Regions from separate parts of the Rattus norvegicus genome. Here region 1 is linked to region 2. A link is a contact called in public Hi-C data. All regions are on one chromosome and are shown on one strand. The core of a region is the stretch at or near the end of the contact, and the rest is flanking DNA. Distances in the headings are between cores, read along the strand shown. Region 1 overlaps Pdgfrl (platelet-derived growth factor receptor-like). Region 2 holds the start of LOC120097427.

Region 1 (6,306 bases), core at 2,839-5,338, 86 kb before region 2:
GCACTGTATGTGTGCACTGCATGTGTGTGCTATATGGATGCACTGTATGTGTGCACTATGTGTATGCACTGCATGTGTGTGCTATATGTGTGCACTATATGTGTGCACTATGTGTATGCACTACGTGTGTACTATATGTGTGCACTATGTGAATGTACTGTATGTGTGTGCTATATGGGTGCACTGTATGTGTGTGCTATGTATGTAGCAAAAAGAGGGAAGGAAAGGCAGTCAACTCATCTCCTTTGCGCCTGACCATGGTGAATACAAATTGCTAGCGAGTTCATGTTTTCTCTCTCTTTTTTTCTATTTTCTTCCTATTTTTCCTAGATGGGATCTTGATATGTAGACAGGCTGACCTTGAACGCATGATTCTCTTGCCTCAGATGCCCCGGTGCTGAGATTATAGGCTTCACCACCAAAGCTCAACTTTGTTTTTGTTTTTGTTTTGTTTTGTTTGTCCTTAGACAGCTGACTTCCTTTTCTTTCAGCTATTGAGGTCATTACCTAATTCTGGGAGAAATCGGAGTCATGGGGTCCTGAACCTCCCTTTATCCTGCTTCCCGCTTCCCTGCTCTTACATCACCAGGAGGGAATCACCTTGGATGTTTGCGTCTTTCACGCCCACATCCAATCAAAGGTCTCGTCTCTTAGCAGAGATGGAGAAGGCCTCTGCCCTGGTGTTCCTGGGCACCCAGTGCAGTGCCTCCTGGCAAATGCAGGTTATCAGAGTGATGACAAGCGATGCTGTCAACAGGAGCTGAGAGCCGGTCTAGAGTTAGGTACCATGATCGATATGACCTGTAACCTGGGAACAAGCTTTAAAGACTTTACTTATTTACTTGTTTGTTCTTGTATGTGTCCACACAAGAGCCAGAAAGAGGCTTTCAACTCCTCATAACTGCAGCTATAGGTTTTGTGGAATCCCTGGCTTGTTACATGGGCACCAGGATCTAAACTCTGATCCTTGTGGCTGTGTAGCAAGAACTTCTAACCAGCCCCATCGCCGGACTTCCAAGCTGAAAAAAAAAAAAACAAAAAAAAACAAAAAAAACCCTTTAATGTGTTTGCTTAAGTTCCCCCTCCCTTTTTTGTCTTGTTTGTTCTTGTTGGGGAGAAAGTTGAGACAGGTCCTTCCTTTGTAACCCAAGCTGTCTTCATACTCGTGGCAATCCTCCTGCCTCTGTGTCCTAAGTACCAAGAATAACAGGCCTGGACTACCATCCTTGGCTTCTGTTGTTTTGAAAATTTGCCTTCTTTATTTTTATTTATTTTATTTGATATGTACTGGGGGTGGGGGTGGGGTGCCTTCATATATACTGTGTGCCTGCAGAAGCCAGAAGAGGGTGGTAGCAAATCCCTCTGGAACTGGAGTGAGCAGCCATGTGGGTACTGAGAATTGAGCCTTGGTCTTCGGGAAGACAGCCATTGCTGTTAGCCACTAAGCCTCGTTGTGTGCTTTGACACATAGTAATGACATATATTAGCGGAGGTGCAGCGGAATGATTTTATATGTGTACGTGATGTGTGTTAATCATATCAGACTATTTAGCATATTTATTACCTCATACGATTTCCATTTCTTTGTGCTGAGGACATTCACAACTAACTCTTCTTATATCCAAAAGCATTATTTGCCAATCACCCTACCAGCATTACCAGGAGGACCAAATCCCCCAGCCTATTGGAACTTTGTACCCACTGACCATTCTTTTCCTTTCTCCTTGCTCTTCCAGCATCTGGTAACCACTCTCAAGAGGCAAATGTCTCCCAGAGACAGATGGCCGGAGCTGCTGAGCCACAGAATAAGTCCAAAAACTTGGGCTGGTCCCTGATTTTGGCTGGCGCATCTGTGATAGATCCCATGGAATAAACTTAAATCCATGTCACTCTTGGCCTGGGGAAGCCAGTTTCAGGAGAGATATACTTGAGACATCCTAGGGTAGACTATATTAATACATCTAGTTTCAAGTTTAAGACTGAAAACTGGTCAGAGGAATGTACTTTGACTTCCTGTGATAGCTTCAAAGTGGGTCTTTTTCCAAATCATGTCATAATCAGAATGCCCACTAGGTGGCAGGCTTTATCGGCGTTACAATTGTCCTCAGTAAAAGATTGCAAATGAGGAGTGGCTAAACACTGCACAAACAAGGTCCCTCAGAGGCTACAGCAAATACTATGGTAGAGTTGGGTATCACTTCCACACTGAATCATTCCCAGTTGCGTAGACATTCCAACTCTTGAGACCCAAAAGGGGTGGGGGGGGGGGGCTGTTAACTTGAAAAAACAATCAGTGTGCATTGTAATTCACCATATGTTCAGGTTTCCTGATTTCTCTGCACCCTCCCCTTCTTCTGCTAATGTGCAAAGTCCCGTGGAGGCATGTGGCTATGAATTTATGTTAGATTAATACAGGTGATGTGCGCGAGGCTGACGGAAATCAGGAGGCAAAATCTCAAGCTGATATCTGAAAGTTGAGTAGCCCAGGGGAAAGAGGGGACAGACTGTAGAAGCCACCTAGAGCTAACAGCATCTGTAACTGTGAGGAAGTGTGTTGAAGGTAAAGTGGGCAGAGGTAATGGAGGAGGTGAAAGGGATTTACTCAGGAGGCGAGGGCTATGCCAAGAGGCAAGCAGGAAGCATACCAGGGCAGTCTTTCTCAGCCACTTAGAGCAATTTAGAGCGACAGACACACACGCACACGCACATGCACACACGCACACACATTATATGTATATAATGTGGCCCTCCCTTTAGTCCCAGCACTGGGAAGGCAGAAGCAGGTGGGGCTCTGTGAGTTCAAGGCCAGCCTGGTTTACATTTCAAGTTCTAGGTATAGTGAGATCCTGTCTCAACAATTAAAAACTAACAGCCAGGTAATGGTAGCACACTCCTTTAATCCCAGCACTCGGGATGTAGATAGATCTCTGAGCTCACAGCCAGCCTGATCTACAGAGCAAGTTTCATGACAGCCTGGAATACACAGAAAAACTGTCTTGAAAAAAAAAAATGACAGAAGCAGCCGCCGGGATGGACGCGTTTCTCATGATCCGGCGCCACAAGACCACCATCTTTACGGACACCAAGGATTCGAGCACCGTGTTCGAACTGAAGCGCATCGTCGAGGGCATCCTTACGCGGCCGCCAGAGGAGCAGTGGCTATACAAGGACAACCAGCTCCTCAATGATGGAAAAACTCTGGGCGAATTGGCTTCACCAGTCAGACAGCAAGGCCACAGGCCCCAGCCACCGTGGGCCCGGCCTTTGGAGCAGATGACACCTTCGAAGCGCTGCGCATCGAACCCTTCTCCAGCCTTCCGGAGCTTCCAGATGTGATGAAGCCACAGGATTCTGGAGGCAGTGCCAATGAACAAGCCGTGCAGGGAGGGCCCCAGACCTACCCCCGAGAAACCCATTCCCCCAATAAAAAAAAAGATTTGGCTGTCAAAAAAAAAAAAAAATGAAAGAAAGACAAGTGTAAAAGGGAGACTAACAAGCCACGATGTCTCTTCCCAGTCTGCGTGTGCCACAGTGAAACATCTAGTGAAAGAATGGTCCAGAGCATAGGATAAACTCCCGCTGGTTCATCAGCCCGGTTCATTTCCATCCGTGCTTCAAACATCCCCCTTCTTAAAATTCTTGGCACTCTTCTGAATCAGAAAACAAAGTAAGAAACTTGGAGTGTGTGGCCCAGCCAAAGGGTTAAATAAATCACTGGCGGGGAGGAGGAGGTGTGAGCTGGGCACCCTCAGCGAGGCAGCTGACAGGGTGGCCTACCCTAGACCTGCCCCGCAGGAAAAGTTAAAAACGGAAAAAAAAAAAAAAAAAAAAAAAAAAACCAGAAGGGTCCCAACATTGTCCTTCAGGATGTGTCTGTGGTGTGTGGTGTAGGATGTTAACATTTTTCAGTCAAGACCTGGAAGCTGGGAGGAGTGGGTGGGGCTCAGCTCTCTTTGAGGGCTGGTTCCTCTGAGAACAATAAACAGCTTTTAGGAGAAGAGAAGGCATCTGTATTTCCACTTGGCCGCCCAGAGCAACAGCTCACTCCACCCACAGACTACACAAAGGAGGGTGGGCCAGGGAAGCAGACCGTGGGCTGCAGGCCAGTCTCCTAAGCAGCCTGTCTCCTTAGCATACACAGGAAAAGGAGTCTATCTGAAGGGCATCTTCAAAGAAAGGAATGTGAGGGAGTATTTATGACCAGAAAGAACTCACTGTTGAGGAAGAAGGAACAGCATAATATGAACACCCACTGGTGGTATGTGGAGAGGGAAGCATCTTTCTTCCCCAACTACCGAGCTGTGGCAAAATATACACAAAAACCAGCCTTGAGACCGCTTTAATTGTGCTTACATATGCACCTCAGTACACATAAGGAAATTCGTTTTGTTAGGCGGACTTGTTTCAAATTCAAACTCTTTTTCCTTCAAAGCTGGGTTTTTCTGGCAGAACAGATAAAAATGATGTGGGTTCTGCTTCTCTTTCTCCTGATGTGGAGCTGTGGGTCCACACGAAAGTTGCTGTCCTAGTTAGCATCTCGACACAGCCTAGAGTCACCTGAGAGGAAAGCCTCTGTTGAGGAATTGCCTAGACCAGAGAGCCCCGTGGGCATTTCAGAAGGAGATTGTCTTGAATTTTGATAGAAGCCCTACCTGACTATGAGTGGCAGCATCCTTAGGACAGTAGTGGCCGTGGTAGGCTGGATAAGAAAAAATGCAAAGCTTGAGAGAAATCCAGCAAGCCGTGCTTCTTCCTGCTTCTCGTTCCTGCCCTGGCTTCTCTCAACCATAGACTCTAACCTGCATCCCCCCCCCCCCCCCCCCCCCCGCCAGCCTCCCTGAAGTTGCCCTGGGTCACAGCAGGAGCAAGAGTGAGCTGAACCCATTCTCAAGGGCCACACGTGGACCTTAGCAGCAGAGCACCAAGGTGCTGAGTTAAGTCCTCAGGGTGGCAAGACATCAAAAGTATGCGCTGTAGCCAACCTCTGACACCCATCTGCAAGTGAATTTCCACCCTGGAAATTAAAAATAAAGAACTCGCCCCACCCTAAAGGTAGGACATTCTATGGCACCAGAACAGGCCCCCACATGTCCCTAGAGATATGGTGGGAAGGCAGGGTACAAGTCTTCTCTAGGTGAACTGAATGTTCTGACGGTGTTAATGGTGCAGAAAAATCACGGCTATGTTCCTTTTGGGGCATGGGTGGGGGAGGGTAATAATAGAATCTGTCTCCTCTCCAGTTATCAGCATAGAATGAGGTCATGTGTGGAAAGCACTTGGCGTATGTAGTTAGCCTCTCCGTGAGGCTGAGCTATTTTTATTCATTCTATTGTATCCCATGGAGGCAAAGCACAGGGAAATGGCTGGTCTGTCAGAAGTTTCGGTCACCTGTCTCAGTCTTCTATAAACTAGATGTCCCAGACTGTAGTCTGGGTCTGGAGTATGCCCCAAAGCCTGGTGTCCAGCCAATGAGACTGTTGAGGTCTTTAGAAGTGGGACCTAGGGGAAGGAAATTAGACCATCAGAAATGTTTCTTTGAAGGGACTACTGATACACTGGTACCTCTCCAGCCCACCATCTCTCCCTGTGTGTGTGTGTGTGTGTGTGTGTGTGTGTGTGTGTGTGTACACTGTCTCTGTCTCTCTGTCTCTGTCTCTCTGTCTCTGTCTCTCTCTCTCAGCTTCTTAGGTTCCATAAAGTGTTTTATATATATATATATGTATATGTATATGTATGTATATGTATATGTATATGTATATGTATATGTATATGTATATGTATATATGTATATGTATATGTATATGTATATGTATATATGTATGTATATATTTATATATATATAAATTTTTTTTGCCATGTATTCCCACAATGATGTTCTCCACTGGGACCACCAAGTCATTATAGACTGAAACGCCCTAAATTGCCAGCCAAAATAAACCTTTCCTCATCAAAAGTTGATTCTCGTGGGTATTTTGCTGCATTTAGGAAAGGCGGACGTGCACAGTCCACAGCACCACAAAGTGCTGAAAGATTCTTGCTCACTGCCCTGGGGCACTCTGGGATCCAGACATGCAGTGCCCGCCCCTCACCCCTCCCCCACATCCACCCCCCCCCAGTGTCCACATATTTTGAAGGAAGGAGGAAATGCTTTCTGCTAACTTTTATTTCAAAAGAATGTTAAACAAATCCTCCCATTTCTTGAACGTTATGAAAAGTCTTTATGTGATTTTCCCAGATGTGCTGCAGGATATTAAAATATAAAAAAGAATGATGCTGGTAAAGTCAAGTCCATATGCTGAGTCAGAC
Region 2 (6,431 bases), core at 2,145-4,644:
CAAAAAAACCAGAACAAAACCAAAAGCCAAGCTCCTCATTTGCTATCAAAAACATGTTCTAAAAAGGTATCAGTAAGAATCAAAACTGCAAACTGAATGAGAAATAAAATTAGTGTCACAAATAGACACACCCACGCTTGTCCGTGTAGTCAGTTTTTTGGTTTCTGGGTGGGATCTTTTTCAGGGGTTGTGGTTCTTTTGTTAATAGTAAACGATTCTGTCACAGGGAAACCCATTGGCTTAAACTACCCAAAGGAAGAAATAACCAATAATGTACATTTACTAAAAGTTTTGTTTTAAGGGGCTTAAGAGAAGGCTTGGCAGTTAATGGCTAGACTTCCAGAGGACCCATGTTCCGCTCCCAGCACCCTACATGTGACCCCTCACAGCCATCTCCAGTCCCAAGGGATCGGATACCTGCTGCTCACCCTTTCAGGCAGGATACCTGCATGTGATACACAGACATGCATGTAAGCAAAACACCCACACCCATGAAAATAAAGTAAGGTAAAATAAAAAAAAATAAATTTAAAATAAAGTTTATTTGAACTCTACTGTCATCACCTACCCCGTGCATGTTAATTATTAACCTTTTCTCTTGAATGCAGAAAGAGGCTGAAGTAATACAAATAATATCAGTGTGGAGGAAAACCAAATGCAGCTCCTGTTTGTAAAAAGCGCCCCCACCCCCAACAAAACAATGTGCTTAGAGACAAGCCTCAAACTGCTCGGTTTCGACTCTTTCCCAAACATCCTCTGCCCCCTGGTGGCCAGCTGGCATGGTGCAATGAAGAAAGGTGGCTTCTGCTGTTACTTTGTCAAGTCCTAAGGATCAGCACGAGGCAACGATGGCCAGAAAACCAGGGGAGCAAAGTTTAGTACTTAGGATGGAGCAGTAAATAAGGATTAGACTTTAGTTGGCTTTTGGTGGTAGTGGGCCTTTTGGTTTCTTGTTTTAGTCATTGTTTGTTTTACTTTACGTTTGTTTGCTCTTTGACTAGTAAAACTATTAACTACCAAGCCATCTCTCTAAGTCTCCATTTCCTCCTCCTATTTTAAAGAAGTCTGAAAAGTAATTTAAGAAGACCCTCTTCCTAGGCTCGTTCTGATCGTGCATATCTTGTCTAGAAAGCCATTCCTTATGCAATGGCTCCCAAATTCACATATACTCTGGTACAGAGTGTAAGCTCCTGGTCTTGATTCATCATCCACTAGGTACCGGGCTAAAGAAAAATCGGCCCAAAAGGAGAGTACACGCTTCAATCAGCTAACAGTTCTTTTCCCCGTTTCTTAGTCCTACATTTTTTTTTTCAGTTTCTTGTGTGTTCATCTTCCCTGTTATTAAGGCAAGAACACAAAATCTACCCTCAACAAATTTTAAACCTATGCTCCTTACTGTTAAACTGTGCTGTAACCGTGTATGTTGTCACAATGTCCTGATCTTTCAAAACTGAATCTCTCCACAACAGCAACTTCCCATTTCTTGGCCAGCACCACCAGGGCCGGGAAGCCATTACGTGTTATGCTGCTACAAAACCTAAAGATTTAGATACCAGTGTAATCGGTGTCAGCAAGACTCCCTTCTCCCTTCTGTGCACTGCACGCCCATGCATTTGTGCCTGTGAATGCCACATGTGCCACACGGTGCATGGAGAGGTCAGGGGACGCCTGTCGGGTGTCAGTCTTTTGATATCTATTGCTTGGGATGGTTTGTCCCTCTTTCTGTTGTGTTCGCCAGGGCACCTGGGCCACCAGTCCGCAGAGACGGTGTCTCCCCTCCCAACCTCCACCCATACCCCCAATTGCAAGAGTATGCAAAGAACATGGCAGATCAAATCTCCTTTCCATATCCTGATTTCACTTTGGGTAAATCAGCCATTATTGCAAAGTATGGCTTGCAAGCAGTCCCCTCTGTCTCGTGGGCCACCCGTCATGTTACCGACTGCCCCCCTTGCTAAGCAGAAGAGTTTGGGCTCCTCAGAGTCCCACTTGTCCCATTTTGCTTGCCACATTCTTCTGGTATCAATCTAAGAAATCATGGACAACGACAAAGCCATGAAGCTCTCCCCTCTGTCTTCTCCTGATTTTTCAGTTTTGAGTTTTACTGTAATTCACTGAGTTGTTTTCTGTGTATGGGGTGAGGTGAAGGTTCGAGTTCAGTGCACCCACAGACATCTACTTCTTCCCATACTATTCCTTAGAGAAATGATGGTTTCTCCACTTGGTAGTTTTTGGCAGTCTTGCCAAGGCTCAGCAGAGTGTGAGTAAACTGATTTGTTTCTGGGCTGTTCCATTCATTGCATTGGAATATGTATCTACCGTTGTGCCCACTTCAGACTGTTTTAATTATAGATTTGAAAGCAAGAATTACGGCACCTTCACCTTTCTTTGTTTTTGCCCCCCACAAGATTGGCATTGGAGTCTTATTTGGCTCGCCCTGAATTTCACGTAGTTACTTTTCTTTTTCAATTAAAAAGATGCAATATGGATTTTAACAGAGGTGTCTTAAGACAATAGGCCCTTTTAGCATCTATTGTGAGGCTGGCTCTGCCTTGCTGGTTTTTGAGAGCGCTACCCAGAGCAAATGTGGTGTCATTGTATGGCTTTGTTCTTACTACTGTTCGTAATGATTTGACAAAACAAAGCTCAAATCATGTGCTGTCATAATTATTGATCTCCTTTGTTATATGCATGTTACTGGAAAGACCTTCTATACCCAGGTCTGTATTTGTGGTGCTTTTATTTATCTCTACACTTAAAATGCTTCTGTGTACAATACATTCACGTGCCCTTGGTGAGGACATCTAGTGCCCGGCCAAAACGGTAGCCACTGCTGCAGTGGGATTCACTAAGCGATTCATTCCTCCCAACACAAAGCACCAGATTTTCCACGTATCCAAATGGGATCTGCTCTTTCAACGTGAGAGCCAAGTTGAGATCACCAACATGTAATAAGGAAGGACCGCAGGTGTACAGTGTGGCAGCATCTCATCCCCTCCCCAGAGTAGGTCTGCAGCTCAACCACCTCCTGACTTTGGAGCAAGGAGACGCAGAAAGCCACACGACCCTGGCCCATGTCTATGAAATGGCACAGGAGGAGGCATTCCCACTTGGCAAGGCAGACACCATGGCCCATGACAGGATGGTATATAAAACAGTCAAGAACTGTGTAAGCACAACTTGGGTTGGCTGAGGTATCCCGAACAGCAACTATGGGTGTCAGAGCCACATTTATAATAGTATGCTGTGGTGTGTGACAACCCCCTCCCAAATAGCAAGTGCGTTTTATTTAGAGCCGGTGCTGCCTAGAATCTCCTAATGTCATAACCTTTAAATGTCACAATGGCTAGAGCTCGGGGAGGGGGTTCATAGCTTTGGTGAGGTTTACCACTTGCTTCGAGGGTTTCCTGGGACTCAACACCCTGCGGTGGGGGGTGGGGTTACCTCCGATGTAAAGCCATGGGAAGTGAATGACAAGGATTGTCAGCCCTAACAGCAGTGGCCACTACCATGTGAGAGCCTGGGATGAAAATAGTCTCCACGGTCAGAACAATTCCCACACTGGGATTTATCTGCTCAACATTCCCATGCTGCCACACGAGAAACTCAAGCCCTAGAGAGGCTTAGCAAGTAGCCAGAGGTCAGGACAGAAATAGAAAGAAGGAGAACCAAGATTTACGCCAACCTCGGAGCCTCACAAGGTCAATCTTCTTTCATTGTCTTCTGAGGTAACAGAATTCTTTAAAATAACCGTTAAACTAAAATAATGATGGAACATTTCAAACATTTCACACACACACACATACACACACGCGCGCACACACACACACAAAAAAGCCAACCGGGGTCTAGAGAGATGGCTCAGAGATTTAGAGCACTACTAAAGAACACAGTTCACTTTCCAGAACCTACATGACAGCTCACAACTGTAATTCCAGATCTAGGGGATCTGACACTGTTCACAAAACACATGTTGGAAAAAAAAAAAAAACAACTTTACAACATTAAATTAAATACATAAAAGTTTTAAAAAATAATAAATTAATTAATTAAATTAAATTAAATCTGAGATTGACCAGAGACAGTATGACTGATGCTGTAATATTGTGGATCATATCAGAAACTAGTATGAAGCTTTATGGAAATAATATGATTATCTAAGCAACTCTAAAATGCATGTGCTTTAGTTTTTTTAATTCCCACTTTGAAGTATCTGTCACCAGAAAACTCCCCAAACAGAGATGATTGTAAAACAGCTCATAACGCGATCTCTGTGAACAGGATAGAGAACCAACTCAAGTACCCAAGAGGCTCGTTGTTATCACACTGGGTGACCCGTTAAACCCGATCACGCCGTGGCATGTAACCAAATGGAATGCCCATAGTTAAGTAGTTTTGCTTCCAAAGCCACACGGGGCAAACTTTCCTCATTAGGCTCGAATTCCAGGCCAGCCTTGGGCTGGGAAACTAACCAACCACCATTCTTACAGCTAACCGGAGGGACCCCGCGGCCCACAGATGAATTCTGTACTGACAACATGAGACTCTGTCTAACAGCTACTTTACATGTTCCTTTCTTTTTTCTGGCATTCTGTCCTGATGTGCAGTGGACTTGGAAGCCACATGACTCTGCTATCGCTGCAGTAAAAAGGAGAGCACATAGGCAGTGCATGGCCGGCTGCACACAGGCCTGCGTGTCATACATGGAAACCTGGTGAGCACATAAGAGCTTTAGATGCTCAAAAGGAAGTGCTGGGCTCTCAATGTAGTTCAATTTTACTTTAAGCTATAGGCTGCCCTAGAAATGTACATCCAACCGACAGTGTGCATGGAGGAAGTCAGAAACATAGAAAGCCTTGAATTGGTACAATTAGTTAAAAATTGTATCTTCAGACCATTTTACTATTAAAGATGACCCAGTTTAAAATAGCATGTATATCTGAAGGAGTGTCCAGTTGTATTTCATGTGAACCATGTTCAAAAAGTCATCTTAGGCTAAATCTACCTGTTTCATCTTCTGTTCGTCCTAAGCAGTTAGTTACACCTTAAAGCCTGAATTTTGACTTTTAACTATACAAGTAAAAGTAATTACAAATAAATTTCAATGTGTTTAATCGTTACTTTTCAAATGGAAATATTTTAATGTATTCATAAAATGGTCACTTGCCTGAATTAAAAGCTGTAAACAGACTCTTTCTCGAAGGACCTAGAATAGGACAGAAACAAAGACACGCTTCGTTAGAAATGCTACGCAAACCTCAAGCTATTTTGTAAACCACGGTGGGTTTCATTTTCCAAAAGCCCTTCTTTAACATCTAAATTTTAGGTTCCAGCTATCCACTGAGAAAACCCCAAGATGCAAACAACCTGATCAAGTACACTTTTTCAAATATAGATAATATAGTAAGTATCCACTTGTTGGTAGTAAGAATGCTATGAACTAGTCATCAAAAAAAGTATCCATTTTAAAAGGACAAACATGGTAGATTTGTAGTCAAGGACAATTAAAGTTCATTTAAATTTTAATTAACTTATTATTCATTCCGGTGTCTGAATCCAGGGCCCACAGATTGGGAGAGCACTCCACCACTGAAGTATACTCCAGCCAAAAGGGGCCCATCTCTTAGCGCTGAACTTGTGCTTTTCCTGTTGTACTGCACACAGGAATCAGGCTATACTTTGTCAAAGAAGGATGCTGGTGTGTGCCTTCCCAAGGGCCTGGCTTCTACTCAGTTGTGAAGAAAAATACGTGGGGGATGTTTCTCCAAACTAATGCCATATAGCATGCAGCCAGGAGCCATCCAGGTAGATGCTTGGAGAGCTATAAGTTCCAAGCTCAACATCAAATACTCATCAAGGGACTAACTATCTATAGAGGACTGGGTGGAACTGCCAGAGTCGATCTGTGGGAGAAGATCATCTCCCTTTAAAAGGTTGTGGCCATCATAAATGGAGGGACCTCTAGAAGATGCATATAGACTGCAGGGTTTTCAGGAGATCGGCATGTCCTGTTTGCACTCATCAGCGGGGTCTCTAACTCTGAAAATCACCTCAGGATCAAAGCTCTTTGAACGGAGTTTATTTTTATTTACTGTTGGGGGGTAGTATGGGGTTTTAAAAACCATGGTAAAAACCACAGTTTCGGATATTACTGCCATCTCAGCAGGGTCTATCTGGTGCCTCAGAGCTGTGTGCAAGACAAACGAGACCCAGATGGCACAGTGAATAACCGTCCCCCAACAGGACTCGCTCGCTCCACCCTCTGTTTTTGTTTTCTTCCTTCAACCCAGTAGGAAGAAAAAAATCATCGACCAATGTAGACTAGGTCAGCAGCAGCAAGTTAGCACATAGTCTTTCACACACGTGCCAGCATCCATCCATGCAAAGAGAGAGAAAACAGAGGGGAAGGCTGTGGTGGCTGCTTTCCCAAT

Evidence for each region. Hi-C and Micro-C count contacts between places; a contact is called where the count stands out from the background.
Region 1: a contact with region 2 is called in a Hi-C map of Schwann cells, with 12 times the contacts expected there. The contact joins the enhancer-like site here to the promoter of LOC120097427 in region 2. A contact is called at or near these places in 11 of 12 Hi-C or Micro-C datasets (the A7r5 cell line, Schwann cells, frontal cortex and 6 more) and 1 of 1 datasets of contacts at active chromatin or transcription factors (oligodendrocytes).

Annotation. Positions count from the first base shown.
Region 1 is chr16:58,077,478-58,083,783 of GRCr8, reverse strand. All of the region lies in intron 2 of Pdgfrl (platelet-derived growth factor receptor-like), which reads left to right. It also overlaps the pseudogene Elob-ps1. Among named protein-coding and RNA genes, the nearest start is that of Pdgfrl, 31 kb to the left of the region's middle. Within about 2 kb of position 4,088, at least 63 of the 93 cell types and tissues checked have an H3K27ac peak or open chromatin away from gene starts, as enhancers often do. A contact at or near this core is called in the A7r5 cell line, Schwann cells and prefrontal cortex, where this site is marked.
Region 2 is chr16:57,991,114-57,997,544 of GRCr8, reverse strand. LOC120097427 reads left to right here and starts at 3,394. Exons shown (of 4, transcript XR_010058401.1): 1 at 3,394-3,728; 2 at 4,608-4,714. It also overlaps a transcript of Mtus1 not described here.